Regions from separate parts of the Pan troglodytes genome. Here region 1 is linked to region 2. Evidence: chromatin contacts called from public Hi-C data. All regions are on one chromosome and are shown on one strand. Each heading gives the region's core, a stretch centred on a gene start, on an enhancer-like site or on the middle of the called end of the contact. The rest is flanking DNA. Distances are from core to core; before and after follow the strand shown.

Region 1 (6,215 bases), core at 206-2,705, 200 kb before region 2:
TCAGAAGCACCACTGTCCATCCGGAATTAAATCCACATCCCAGCATCTTCTGCAAATATTTCACTAATTATTTCCTCTCGGAACTCCTCCCCTCGTGCTCCTTCCTCTGGTGAGGCCGGCGCTCCCCTCCCAGGCCGCAGCGGACAGACAGGGATTGGGTTCCGTGTGCCTGCCACACCAGGCAGGCTCTTGCGGCTCCCAACTAGGCGGCCTAAATGAGGGAGGAAAGAGGAGGCGCATCGCTGATTCACCGGGTCAAGAGCACTGACTTTCCTTGGAGGTGTGAGGTCCACGCACCCCAGCCACGCACTTGGGGGTCGGTTTGCGGTGCCTCCCCCTCCAGTCCCAGTGAAATCCCCACAGTTTTTCCTACTATCACTGACTTGCCTTGCACTCCGCGTGCACTGGCCACACATCCTCGCCTCCTCCACCCGCTCCGCCGCCGGTTTTCTTGGAAGTTAAATCTTGGAGGATTTGTCCACACCTTAAGAGAAGAAAATCCACGTTAGCTGGCAGCAACGGAGATCCCAGCATGCTGGCATGCCCAAGTCTGCCCAGGTTCCCCCAAGGCCATGCCCGCCGCCCTGGAAGTCACTGCCCGCACCCCTCACGTTTCTTCAGCCGCCCCTGGGCGCTGCGTCTAACCTGAAGACACCAGGCCTCTTCCCGGATCCACTCGACTTACCCAGGCCGCTGCCAATCCCAGCTCCTTCCCCAGCGCCTCATTTCCGATTTTTTCATATGCTAAGTCGTTTAACAACTCCAAGTAGCCAGTTATGGCTTCTTTATTTGTAGGTTCCCTGTTATTTTACGTCGTTTTTATTTCTCTCGGCAACTATTCTAGTAGATTAATCAATAGCCATTTTCTGACCTTCGGGAACCCCAGCTGATGCTTTTTGTGGCCGCGCGAAAAAATACATACAGGAAAACACGCCCGCATCAAGCCGGGAAAGAGCAGGCAGGACCTGAGTGGTTTGGTTGGGGGAGGGGGAAAAAGACATCTCAGCAGGTGTCTTCCCCGGAATGAGTACTGAGGCCAGAGGGGAATCTGAAATCTAATTAGCAGGAGGGAGCCGGGTGCGCTGCTCTTACTCTTTAAAGCTAAAAACAATGAAACAAAAAGCAAAACAGAGACTAAGTTTTGCTTTTTAAAAGACGATATGGGAACCTCGTTCTAGGTCGCCCAGTCCCTGTCTAAGGAGTGTGACAAAGTGGGGGGGAGAAGGGCGGAAGGGAGAGGGGGCGGGGAAGGCAGGGCAGCGACAGTCGCACAGTCCCGCGGACGCTCCCAGGCCCACGCCCTGACTCGCTCACACCCACCCACACTCACACCCACCCGCTCCCTGGGCCCCAGGGCCCGGATCCAGCCTGGGTGGGGGGTCTCCGGGCGGGCCGCAGCGCCCTCGGTGCCCCGGGGATGCTGGCGCACAGTGCGGAGCGGAGTTGCGCGTCTCTCGTCCCTTTGTTGACAATTCCCTGAACCAACTTGAGTTTGGCCGGCTCGGCCGCGGCCCTGACGTCACGCACGGTCACGTGGCCCCGCCTCCCGCTGGATCTTTAAGTAGAAAGTAATCTATCAGGCCAGTCCTTAAAACGGGACTTTCGACTACCGGGGCTTCGGCGTCCCTGACACCCAGCCCCCTGCCCCCCCGCTACTGTTCCTGCCCGCGCCCTCCCGAGCTGCTCGGCGCCTGGCGTCCCGCGCCCGCCTGGACCGCTCCTGCGCCCCACGCCAGGGCCAGAGGCCGAGGAAGGCGGGTTAAGTGAGGGGGCGCGGCGTGGAGAACCGCCGGGGCCGGGAGCGGTAGCGAGCGCCAGGGACGGCAGGAGTTCGCGGAGCGCGGCCGCTGGGGGCGGACGGCAGAGCCCGCGCCACGCGATGCGGGGCCGCCGAGTGTGAGCTGAGCCCAGCGGGCCCCAAGCCACCTGCGGCCCCCTCCCCTCTCCCTGCCCCCCATCTTTCGGGGGCACTCAAACCCTCTTCCCCTGAGCTCCGTGGCAGCCCCCGACCACCCTCATCGCCCGCTGCCCCCTCCCCGCCGCCGCTACCAACCCCGAGGAGGGATGACCCTCTCCGGCGGCGGCAGCGCCAGCGACATGTCCGGCCAGACGGTGCTGACGGCCGAGGACGTGGACATCGATGTGGTGGGCGAGGGCGACGACGGGCTGGAAGAGAAGGACAGCGACGCGGGTTGCGATAGCCCCGCGGGGCCGCCGGAGCTGCGCCTGGACGAGGCGGACGAGGTGCCCCCGGCGGCACCCCATCACGGACAGCCTCAGCCGCCGCACCAGCAGCCCCTGACATTGCCCAAGGAGGCGGCCGGAGCCGGGGCCGGACTGGGGGGCGACGTGGGCGCGCCGGAGGCGGACGGCTGCAAGGGCGGTGTTGGCGGCGAGGAGGGCGGCGCGAGCGGCGGCGGACCTGGCGCGGGCAGCGGTTCGGCGGGAGGCCTGGCCCCGAGCAAGCCCAAGAACAGCCTAGTGAAGCCGCCTTACTCGTACATCGCGCTCATCACCATGGCCATCCTGCAGAGCCCGCAGAAGAAGCTGACCCTGAGCGGCATCTGCGAGTTCATCAGCAACCGCTTCCCCTACTACAGGGAGAAGTTCCCCGCCTGGCAGAACAGCATCCGCCACAACCTCTCACTCAACGACTGCTTCGTCAAGATCCCCCGCGAGCCGGGCAACCCGGGCAAGGGCAACTACTGGACCCTGGACCCGCAGTCCGAGGACATGTTCGACAACGGCAGCTTCCTGCGGCGCCGGAAACGCTTCAAGCGCCACCAGCAGGAGCACCTGCGCGAGCAGACGGCGCTCATGATGCAGAGCTTCGGCGCTTACAGCCTGGCGGCGGCGGCCGGCGCCGCGGGACCCTACGGCCGCCCCTACGGCCTGCACCCTGCGGCGGCGGCCGGTGCCTATTCGCACCCGGCAGCGGCGGCGGCCGCGGCGGCTGCGGCGGCGCTCCAGTACCCGTACGCGCTGCCGCCGGTGGCACCGGTGCTCCCTCCCGCTGTGCCGCTGCTGCCCTCGGGCGAGCTGGGCCGCAAAGCGGCCGCCTTCGGCTCACAGCTCGGCCCGGGCCTGCAGCTGCAGCTCAATAGCCTGGGCGCCGCCGCGGCCGCTGCGGGCACAGCGGGCGCCGCGGGCACCACCGCGTCGCTCATCAAGTCCGAGCCAAGCGCGCGGCCGTCGTTCAGCATCGAGAACATCATAGGTGGGGGCCCCGCGGCTCCTGGGGGCTCGGCGGCGGGCGCTGGGGTCGCCGGCGGCACTGGGGGTTCCGGGGGCGGCAGCACGGCGCAGTCGTTTCTGCGGCCACCCGGGACCGTGCAGTCGGCAGCGCTCATGGCCACCCACCAACCGCTGTCGCTGAGCCGGACGACTGCCACCATCGCGCCCATTCTTAGCGTGCCACTCTCCGGACAGTTTCTGCAGCCCGCAGCCTCGGCCGCCGCCGCTGCTGCCGCCGCCGCTCAAGCCAAATGGCCGGCGCAATAGGGACGCGCCAATGGCCGGGACCCAGGGTCCGGCGGCGGCCTCGAGCAACAGCTGCACCTCCAGGCTGCGCGCCCTGTCCCAAGCCCGGTCCGGGTCCCGGTCCCGCTGCCCAATCCTGGACTCTGCCTCTCCCCCATTTCCTTTCCCCTGAGCCCCCAACGCCTACCTTCCGCGGCCTCCATCCCCTCGCGCACACCTAAGCTGGTCGAGCAAACTCACCGCGCGCCCGCCGGGGATAGCTTTCCATACAGGTAAAACCGAAAACCGAATTTTCCAAAAATGCACCCCGACGGCGCCAGCTCTTAGTACCGTGGGGATGGGAGGGAAATTCTTTGTATATATTTGTAAAAAAATTATTGACTTTCCTTTTGGGGTTTTTATTTTTTTAAGAAAAAACAAATTCCGTAGATTTAGAGCTCTGAACTTTCATTTTTTTTGAAGGTTCACTCTCCGAAGTTTTATCTGAGAAAAGAATGTATAGAGACGTTGGGAGATTTTAAATATAAAAAATTTTCAAAAAGGCAAAAAGTGTCATTCTATTATAAAAGTCTGTTTATATATGAATGAATATATATGGTATTCTAAATGTTATTCCATCGTGTTGTACACAACTTTGTAAATAAATTTTTTAAATGCCCAGCCTAGTGTTTTATTTAGTTGTCTGAAGTAAATGGCAAGATTTTAAAATGGTATTTGCCTTTTCTCCTCCCCAGAAAATCAAGGAATTTCAAGTAATGACCTTTTCAAACTTTGTAAATTCATAATTTGAGTGTAAGAAAATTTTAATTGGAGAAAGGAAACAGTATGCCTAATTTAAATTGTGTTACTATTTTTCTTTTAGTTTTCACATAAAATCAGGATGTGAGTGATATCATTCATATCAACCCATTAAATCTAAATGACCAGACATTTCTGTAGATAAAGTAAGCTGTCATTTAAAAAAAGAAACCGAAACAACAGCAGTCTTTAAATTTTTTTTAAAAATGACTAGACTTGTATCTTCCACAATGAAAACTTCCCAAATGAGAGAGTTCTTGGTCATTTCAATTATCCTTTGAAAAGTAAGTAAATTCCAAACATCCCTCTTTTTAACATTTAAATCTTAGATTTTTGAAATTATTTCTCTTCATTCCTTAAGTGGAAGTGGTAAATAGACCCAGCTGGTTTTAAAATTTATGTTAAGGCACTTTACATTTTGCAGTGGGATTTTATTTATGTTCATCTGATAGATAATACATAGTTTTGTTTTCATAATATTTTCAAATAAGATATCTCATTTATATGGCAATAATCAATCCACAACATAATTGGATTTCTGAAGGGGTCCTATAGATGCTTCCTCTCCCTCCAACCCGAAGCCTTTCTGAAGGCCAAGGAATGGTGGCCTTAATACCCTTTTAAAAACAGCTGAACATCACCTCTCTCCCCTTTTTTTTCTTTACCTTAGGCTAGGTTAGTGTGAAATGCGACATCATAGGGTAGGAATGGGGAAGGTCCTTGTAGATTATTTTTAATTTGCATTTCAGCTGTTAAAAACCTTTTAAAAGAAAGTATGAAGGTAGAAATGAAACATCTTGATGTGGAAGGCTGGTTCTCACCACCATCAGCATATCCTCAAAAGGCATCAATTCTAATTATTTTGTAATTAATTTAGCTGTTACAATTACTTGTGCGAAATCGCTTTTAAAAACGGGAGCGAGTAGCAGTGCTGTCGGCTCGGCCCTGCGCGCGTCCTTTTGGTTAAACCCGGCCAGTCCCCGGTGTTGTCGTCCACTTTGCCTCCCTGGTGGTGGAGATGCCTCCCCGTCGCGGATCCCACCTCATTTCTCCGCTGTCGACGTGGGCTGGGGGTCGCTTTGAAAGACACTTCCTTGCAAATACACAATCTGTTTTCCTGGTAAACGGTAAACATTATTGTGTCTTGAGTAAACATTCCTTCGGGATCAGGGTCCTAAAATAAAACAAGCTGCCGGGGGTGAGATAGTTTAACTTGATAAACAAGAACCTGATAACCACCGCCGAGAGAGGAGCAATGGTAACCTTCACCGAGAGGAGATTATGGACCACACGGTCTCCGGGCGGGTCCCTTCTAATCTCCTTTTACAAGGAAAACTAAACGGATCTAATTTTGTTTGTGTGTTGCAGCTATAAAAGTAACAAGTTGTTTCACAGTTGTGTCTGGCTAATCGGTTTTTACACAAACAGCAAATGGTACATGATTTGTGCAAACACATAGAGAGGTTATTTCTAAATTTAGCTGACAGCCCCTGGGAAAAGGGAAAGGCAGGGCTTCTTGAATTCACTTTTAGCCTCAAGAAGCTGCTGATCCAAGGCTTCTAAATGACATTGGATAACAGGGGCCTCATTCCATCCCTGATCCTTTGTTACTTATAAAATTACTCGCTCATATTTCCGCGCATAGCAGCAATACCGGCCGAGCCTGCGCCAGCAGCGTGACACTCAGCCACAAGCCACCGCCAGAGACTCGCAGGGCTTTTTCCAGCGCTACATTCATTAGGCGGCGGGGTGAACGGGAGAGACCTGCCGGCAACTTTCCTTCCAGCCAGTTCTTACCCTTGAACGACGGCCTAAAGATGGTCCCCTTCCTTTATGTCGTGGAAGGCAGGAAACTCTCGGACCCAGACCCTCAAGCTGCCAGCGGTTGTTTAAAGTCCTGGCAGATGTCAGGAAGATGGGCCCGGCCGTCGCACCCT
Region 2 (6,212 bases), core at 539-3,038:
GTCAAAAAGGTCCACTTTTAGGCCTGACACAGTGGCTAACTCCTATAGTCCCAGCACATTGGGAGGCTGAGGTGGAAGGATCACTTAAGCCCAGGACTTCAAGACCAGGCTGGGCAACACAGGGAGACACTGTCTTTACAAAATAAAAAAATTAGGCATGGTGGCGTGTGGGAGCCCAGGAGGTAGAGGCTGCAGTGAGCTGTGATCACAGCACTGCACTCCAGCCTGGGCAACAGAGCCAGACTCTGCCTCAAAAAAAGAAAAAAAAAGTTCCACTTTTCATAGTTTTTTGGTTCCCCACTCCTATACACAGATACACACAGTTCAGGAGGTATTACCACTTGTTTGGCAAATACACCTCTGTTTTCACTGTATTCTTAGGGATTCTGTGTGTGTGATTGTGTGACATTATCTTTGCAGCTTTGTTTATTTGAGAACTGGATGATTTTTCTAATGCAAGAGTAGGGAGACAAATCTCTTTGCTTAATTCTGGGGAAAGGAAAACCTCCTCAATAATCCATAACTTTTAAGGGCATCAGTAAAACATGCATTTATTGGCAGCTGTGTTGAACACCCTATTAGGTGATGGGTTTCTTTATCTGTAAAGATAATAGCAGCCCCCATCCCCTAAAGTATTTTAGGATTCAATGAAAAAACGTAGATAAATTGATTAACACAGCACCCACATTGTAATTCAAGATTCAATAAATATAGGTTATCATTTCTGTACAGCTTTCCCCTTTCATGTCAATTCCTATTTGATACAAAAATTTCCCCAGCTGTGTTACTTTGCATTTTACTTAATCCTGAAATAAACTAAGGAACAGGTTACACTAGAGGGGGTACCTAAATCAACCTGAGGACAAGGACGGCCAAGGAGAAATTACAGGTGTTTGATATCCACCCCACTCCCCCAACCTTTAATGGCTTTTTTAAGTTTCTATAGGGTAGCAACTATTTTATGCATCTCAATATAGGATGGATGAAGGATATGAAAAACAGATGAATATTATCTAGCACAATGCCTATTCCCACTATGGTCATTCTCAATAATCAGATTATTGGTCATAGATGGGAATTTAGAGATCATGCAGTACAAACTTATTTGTGTAAGTAAAAAAAACGAAGCTCAGGGTCGATAAGTGACTTGCCCAACAGTGAAAGAGTCTTATCTGGTATCCAGGTATCTAGACCCACTCAGTCCATGAGTTCTCCCACGGGTTTACACGAACGCGCCACATTAATGAAGGCAAGGGACTGACAAACTACGAAGGCGTGTTTTTATCTACTCTGTCCCATCCTGTGTGTCAACCTTATTTATGTTATTTCAAGTTAGACATCACCTAAATACAGCCCACAGTTTACGAAATCTGTCAAAAGCATCGTAGAAACAGAAAGCGAAGGAGGACTATCGTATGAGTACCTCTGGAGGAGACGTAGAGTTGAGGGTACCAAGCGAAGAGAACTGTCTGTGGACAGAGGAGACAAGCTCATACTCCGAAAAAATAGGAAAACGAGAAAGGCTATTGGGCCACATAATGTCTTCTCTTCTTGCAGAGGGCCCCCAAAACAGCAATACCTGGGGAGGAGATACCTACGGCATTCTGAGATTCGGGAAAGCACCACTGCCGCTGAATAAAATGAACCCAGCAACTTCCGAAAACAGAAAATCCGCCAAAGGAAACGCCAAGGCATGAAAAGCGCGCGCTGGACGTTGCGTCAAGCCCACCGCGGCCGGGCGGAAACATCCTCCCCGCGACGAAAGATCCGGGTGTGCGCGAGCAAAGGAGCGGGCGGGGAGTCTAGGCCCAGGACAGCACCTATTTCCTGCTGGTGTAACAGAGCACCTTCTCTCACTACTCTGGCCATACCACCCCCGCGATAGAGGAGCAACACAGCTGTCTCTGTGCGCTCTGGATCAGCGCTTCCTAGATTTCTAGCCGGATCGTTTGGAGAAGGGCTCTGCATCTTATTTCCGGTGGCGGTGAGGTGCAGTTGCCATGGTGATTAGAGAAAGGCCGAGATCTGCCCAGCTGCGGTGAGAGGAACGCTGAATCGCCGAAGAGAATTGGCTGCGCTTCCTTGTTTGTGAGCTAGAATTAGGTAGCAAACAGCTCGCTGTCTCTGTCTCTTCGCTCCCTCTGTCCCTCTCTGTGCAGCTGCTTCTCCTTCCTCTGCTTTGTCTACTTCTCTGTCATAAACATTTGGTCCATGTATGTACCTAAAATGTACATGTAAATGCGGTTTTATTTCCAGAGGAATACAAAAATAGAGAGATGGTGCCCGAGATTACCTGTGACGGTATTTCACTGTGTAGGGACGGTGACTGGATGGCTTTCTGTTTTCACTTGGCCCTGTAGAAGCCTTAGGCGCTTGTTAACAGTTTATTTTTCTTGCTATTGTGTGGCTGGTTATTTATGGAGCCGTTTGCTGCAATGTACTCTCTAGGCCCCTGTCTCAGTCTCGGGCCGGAGTTTTAAGGAAGGGAGGTTTCCAAGCCTGCGGGGGGTGCAATTATATGTTTATTTAAGCTTTAGTTTGGTTTCTCGTCACAGAAAGGAAAAGAATAAAATTCTGGCACATTTCTGCCTTGGGATTTCCATGTGAGGGAGTTGCCTTGTTTGGAAAGAATATTTGAGGACGATCCTAAAATATACTTATATTTTAAAATTGCTTATTGCAAAGTGAAATTCATTCTCCCTTACTTCTTGAAACAGTTTTCTTTCACATTTGTGAGGAGATGCATGCACACATATGTGTTTAGAACTCTGATGCTTAATTATAGTATTACCAATTTGCAGTAACCAGACTGTGACACCACATCCCTGTGGGGTCCTTCTAAATCTGGTGTAATATGAAAGTGTCAGGCAGGCGGCCTGCGTATTATAAATAGGGTACTTCATCCATGATAAGCAATTATTATCTTTCTTTCCCAAGTGTAAATGATCTATATAATTCGAAAAGGTGCAAGTGATTTAGGCCTCCTGAGTAGGAATGCAATGAGTCCTGAAGGGGACCCTACCTGTGTCATCTTATTATTGAACTTGAAATATTCAATTTATTAGGTTGGAGATCTATTTTTAGAAGTCAAAGCTGGGTAGAGTAATATTGGAAGCTGTTAGACCACCAGTAGAATCTAATACCCCATAGTAACCATTGTTCAGTACTATATCCACATTAACAAAGAAGAAACTGTTCGTGAAATACTGCTAGCTGGGTGACATCGCTACCCCTCAATTTCCTCATCTGTAAAACGGACAAAAAAATACCTGACCACTGTAATAGGGATAAGACAAGATGTATGACAGTTCTTTAAGCTCTTATGTACAGAGGTGCTATATAAACCCCAAATATTGTTATAAATAAAGGAACACAGTAAAACTATGATAATGCTATAAGACTTTTAAAATATAGCTATTTGAAATGTGGGGCTGCATTATTGAGATGTTAATGAAATGATCTTGTTGATCCTGCTGTGGAAGATGGGTGTCAACTACCACTCATATCCCGATTCTCATTCTGGAGTTTCTCATTATCTGCAGTTTATTTAGCACTTACTACGTGTCAAGCAGTATTGTATATGCTTCACATGTATTAACTGATTTGCTCCTCTTAAAAACCTGATGAAGACTGTCATCTGACTTTTGTATTTTGAGAGAATAGATGTGTGCTTTTCCTTTGTTCAGTGATTCTTCTTTTGTATATATCTTTGTTCTTTTGGCTATTATCACATATTTGAACAATTATATATATACATATGTATATATCTAAAATTAGAAATTAACTGCCAAGGGCTTATTCTTGTTTAATATATAATACGTCCATATACAACTATAATATTCGTCTTTTACTTCCACATATAAAACTTTTAATATCTTGATCTTTTCATATATGTTATAAATTTTCTTCTACGTATAAAATCTTGATTCTCCTCCCTGTATTTGAAAGACATGGTGACATTTGTGTTTTAGTGACTCACATTGACAAACACATTTTTAAATTATTTTCCAATAGAATGGCGATCAGTCCACGAAGCGATGCAACTTTCTCCAGTCAGAAGTCAACACGTTCAGAGAGTCCTCGAACAAAGAAATTTCCACTAACTGAAGAGGAAATATTTTATATGAATTGTAGAGCTGCCTACTTAACTGTCTTCAAAAGCAGCTTGGAAAACATTATTTCTAAAGATCAACTTTACTTAGGTAAATTTTTAAAATTTGTAAATCTTTCACCTTTTTGTTGAAAGTTAATAAATAGGTCCGAAAGACTGAAATTAGAATTACCTTGTTGAATCATCCCAGTTTCTTAGTGAAGCTTGAGCAATGGAACTACAGTAAGCTATTATGTCATATTATATAGTTACATATTCTAGGAACTAAAAAATAAAACTTTCAATGTTTATACAAACTAGATGGGTAATTGAAAGCTTCTATCAATTACTACTTGCTTAAGATACTTTTAATTCTCATTTTGGTGCTTTAAGATTTATCATAATAAAATTAAAACACTTTTGGCCTCTTAAGTCACTAGCCTGAATTTGACCCATACTGAGGAAAGTGTAAAGGATGTGTAAAAATGGGTGGAATGTCTGAAAAAGTGAAGTACTGAGAGATAAGTGAACTTTTAAAAGAGAATTGAGTTGGGGTTTTTTTATTTCTTATTTTTATTTTTTGTTTTGTCTTTTATTGCTTCTGTCCTTTATCACATTTAAAAATTCCTCTCATTACAAAGGTCCCCAAAACCACCAAATTTGGTTCTTTCCAGGAGTATCAAATGATTTGGACATCTTTAGTCATAAGAGAGTAGTAAACAACAGTACTAGATAACACTGACTACTCATGTCAGTTTCATCAAGGCTAATAACTTTATGGGTAGAGAAACTGAGTTATTTTGCCAATTTTATAATGAATTTTCTTAAACCAAAACCCTGACATATTTTTGCAGCAGTGTCTTGAGTTTGTATCCAATAAGATCTATTTGAGGAAATGTATTTTGAGGAATACAAGAATTGACAAGATTAAAATTTATTTGATGTCTAAATAAAATACATTATTTGTAAAGTAGTTTAAATGCAAATGCACATGACTGACTTTTAAAGTCATGTTTAATTTTGATTTACATAATTTTAAAATTACTAAAATGCTCTATTTTGAATTTTAAGTATTTGTGTTTAATTCATATACATTAAATGTTTAGGCAGACATCCAATATTTTTTTTTTTTTTTTGAGACGGAGTCTTGCTCTGTCTTCCAGGCTGGAGTGCAGTGGCGCGATCTCGATTCACTGCAGCCTCTGCCTCCTGGGTTCCAGCGATTCTCCTGCCTCAGCCTTCTGGGTAGCTGGGATTACAGTTGCACGCCACCATGCCTGGCTAATTTTTGTATTTTTAGTAGAGACGGGGTTTTGCCATGTTGGCCAGGCTTGTCTCAAGCTCCTGACCTCAGGTGATCCGCCTGCCTCGGCCTCCCAAAGTGCTGGCATTATAGGCGTGAGCCACCACGCCTGGCCAATAAATTAAAATTACTTCTACTTTGCCATTATTTCTAAAATATCCGAGTTTTTTTTTGTTACAGTTTTGAAAATATACTAAGAGAAGGAATCTGCTAAGTTTAAAAGTTTAACATGCCTTCCACTACTATGGCATTTAGTTTGGAATCAATGTGTATGTATTACTAAGGTGCTATCAATCTTATGAAATTATCTGGGAGGATAACTATGCAGTGTTTGTCTCTTCAGTGTTATATACACTTTTGGTTTTAGGGTGGAATACTCTCTTAACGTTGTAATAATTGATTTTAGATAAACTATTTTTTAAAAAGGAGTAACATGAACCAGAGCTGCTGCTTCTTGCTACACCTTTCATCTATATCCTTCTGCCACTTATACATATAACATGTGCATTTCCATTTTAAGGTCAGAGACAGCAGTAGCATTACTATAGCTTTAAGTTCCTTTTTTGTCAATTTATAAATAATACAGGCATTATAGATGCATGTCAGAACTTTAAAGTAAACCCTGGCAAAAGATCCATATCATGGTGTCAAAATTTAATCATCTACAGCTACGTGATATTTTTACTATCATCAAACTTAATCATTAGATCCAGCTAATTCTAAACCTAGAGATTAAAGTTAGTAGGAAATAGATTGTATCAATTTCTTAGCTATGGGGACATCTGCTTACTGAGTACATGTTTTGGCATAATTAATTTT

The links. A called contact is a pair of places that touch in the nucleus more often than the background predicts.
Region 1: a contact with region 2 is called in a Hi-C map of stem cell-derived neural progenitor cells, with 2.5 times the contacts expected there. The contact joins the promoter of FOXD3 here to the promoter of EFCAB7 in region 2. A contact is called at or near these places in 1 of 7 Hi-C or Micro-C datasets (stem cell-derived neural progenitor cells) and 1 of 1 datasets of contacts at active chromatin or transcription factors (stem cell-derived excitatory neurons).

Annotation. Positions count from the first base shown.
Region 1 is chr1:167,662,967-167,669,181 of NHGRI_mPanTro3-v2.0_pri, reverse strand. FOXD3 (forkhead box D3) reads left to right here and starts at 1,455. Exons shown (of 1, transcript XM_513453.6): 1 at 1,455-6,215. The coding sequence starts at 2,065. The coding sequence ends at 3,501.
Region 2 is chr1:167,462,939-167,469,150 of NHGRI_mPanTro3-v2.0_pri, reverse strand. EFCAB7 (EF-hand calcium binding domain 7) reads left to right here and starts at 1,788. Exons shown (of 14, transcript XM_063801147.1): 1 at 1,788-2,103; 2 at 4,015-4,202. The coding sequence starts at 4,016. It overlaps ITGB3BP (integrin subunit beta 3 binding protein), which reads right to left and starts at 1,784. Exons shown (of 10, transcript XM_063801208.1): 1 at 1,424-1,784. The coding sequence starts at 1,695.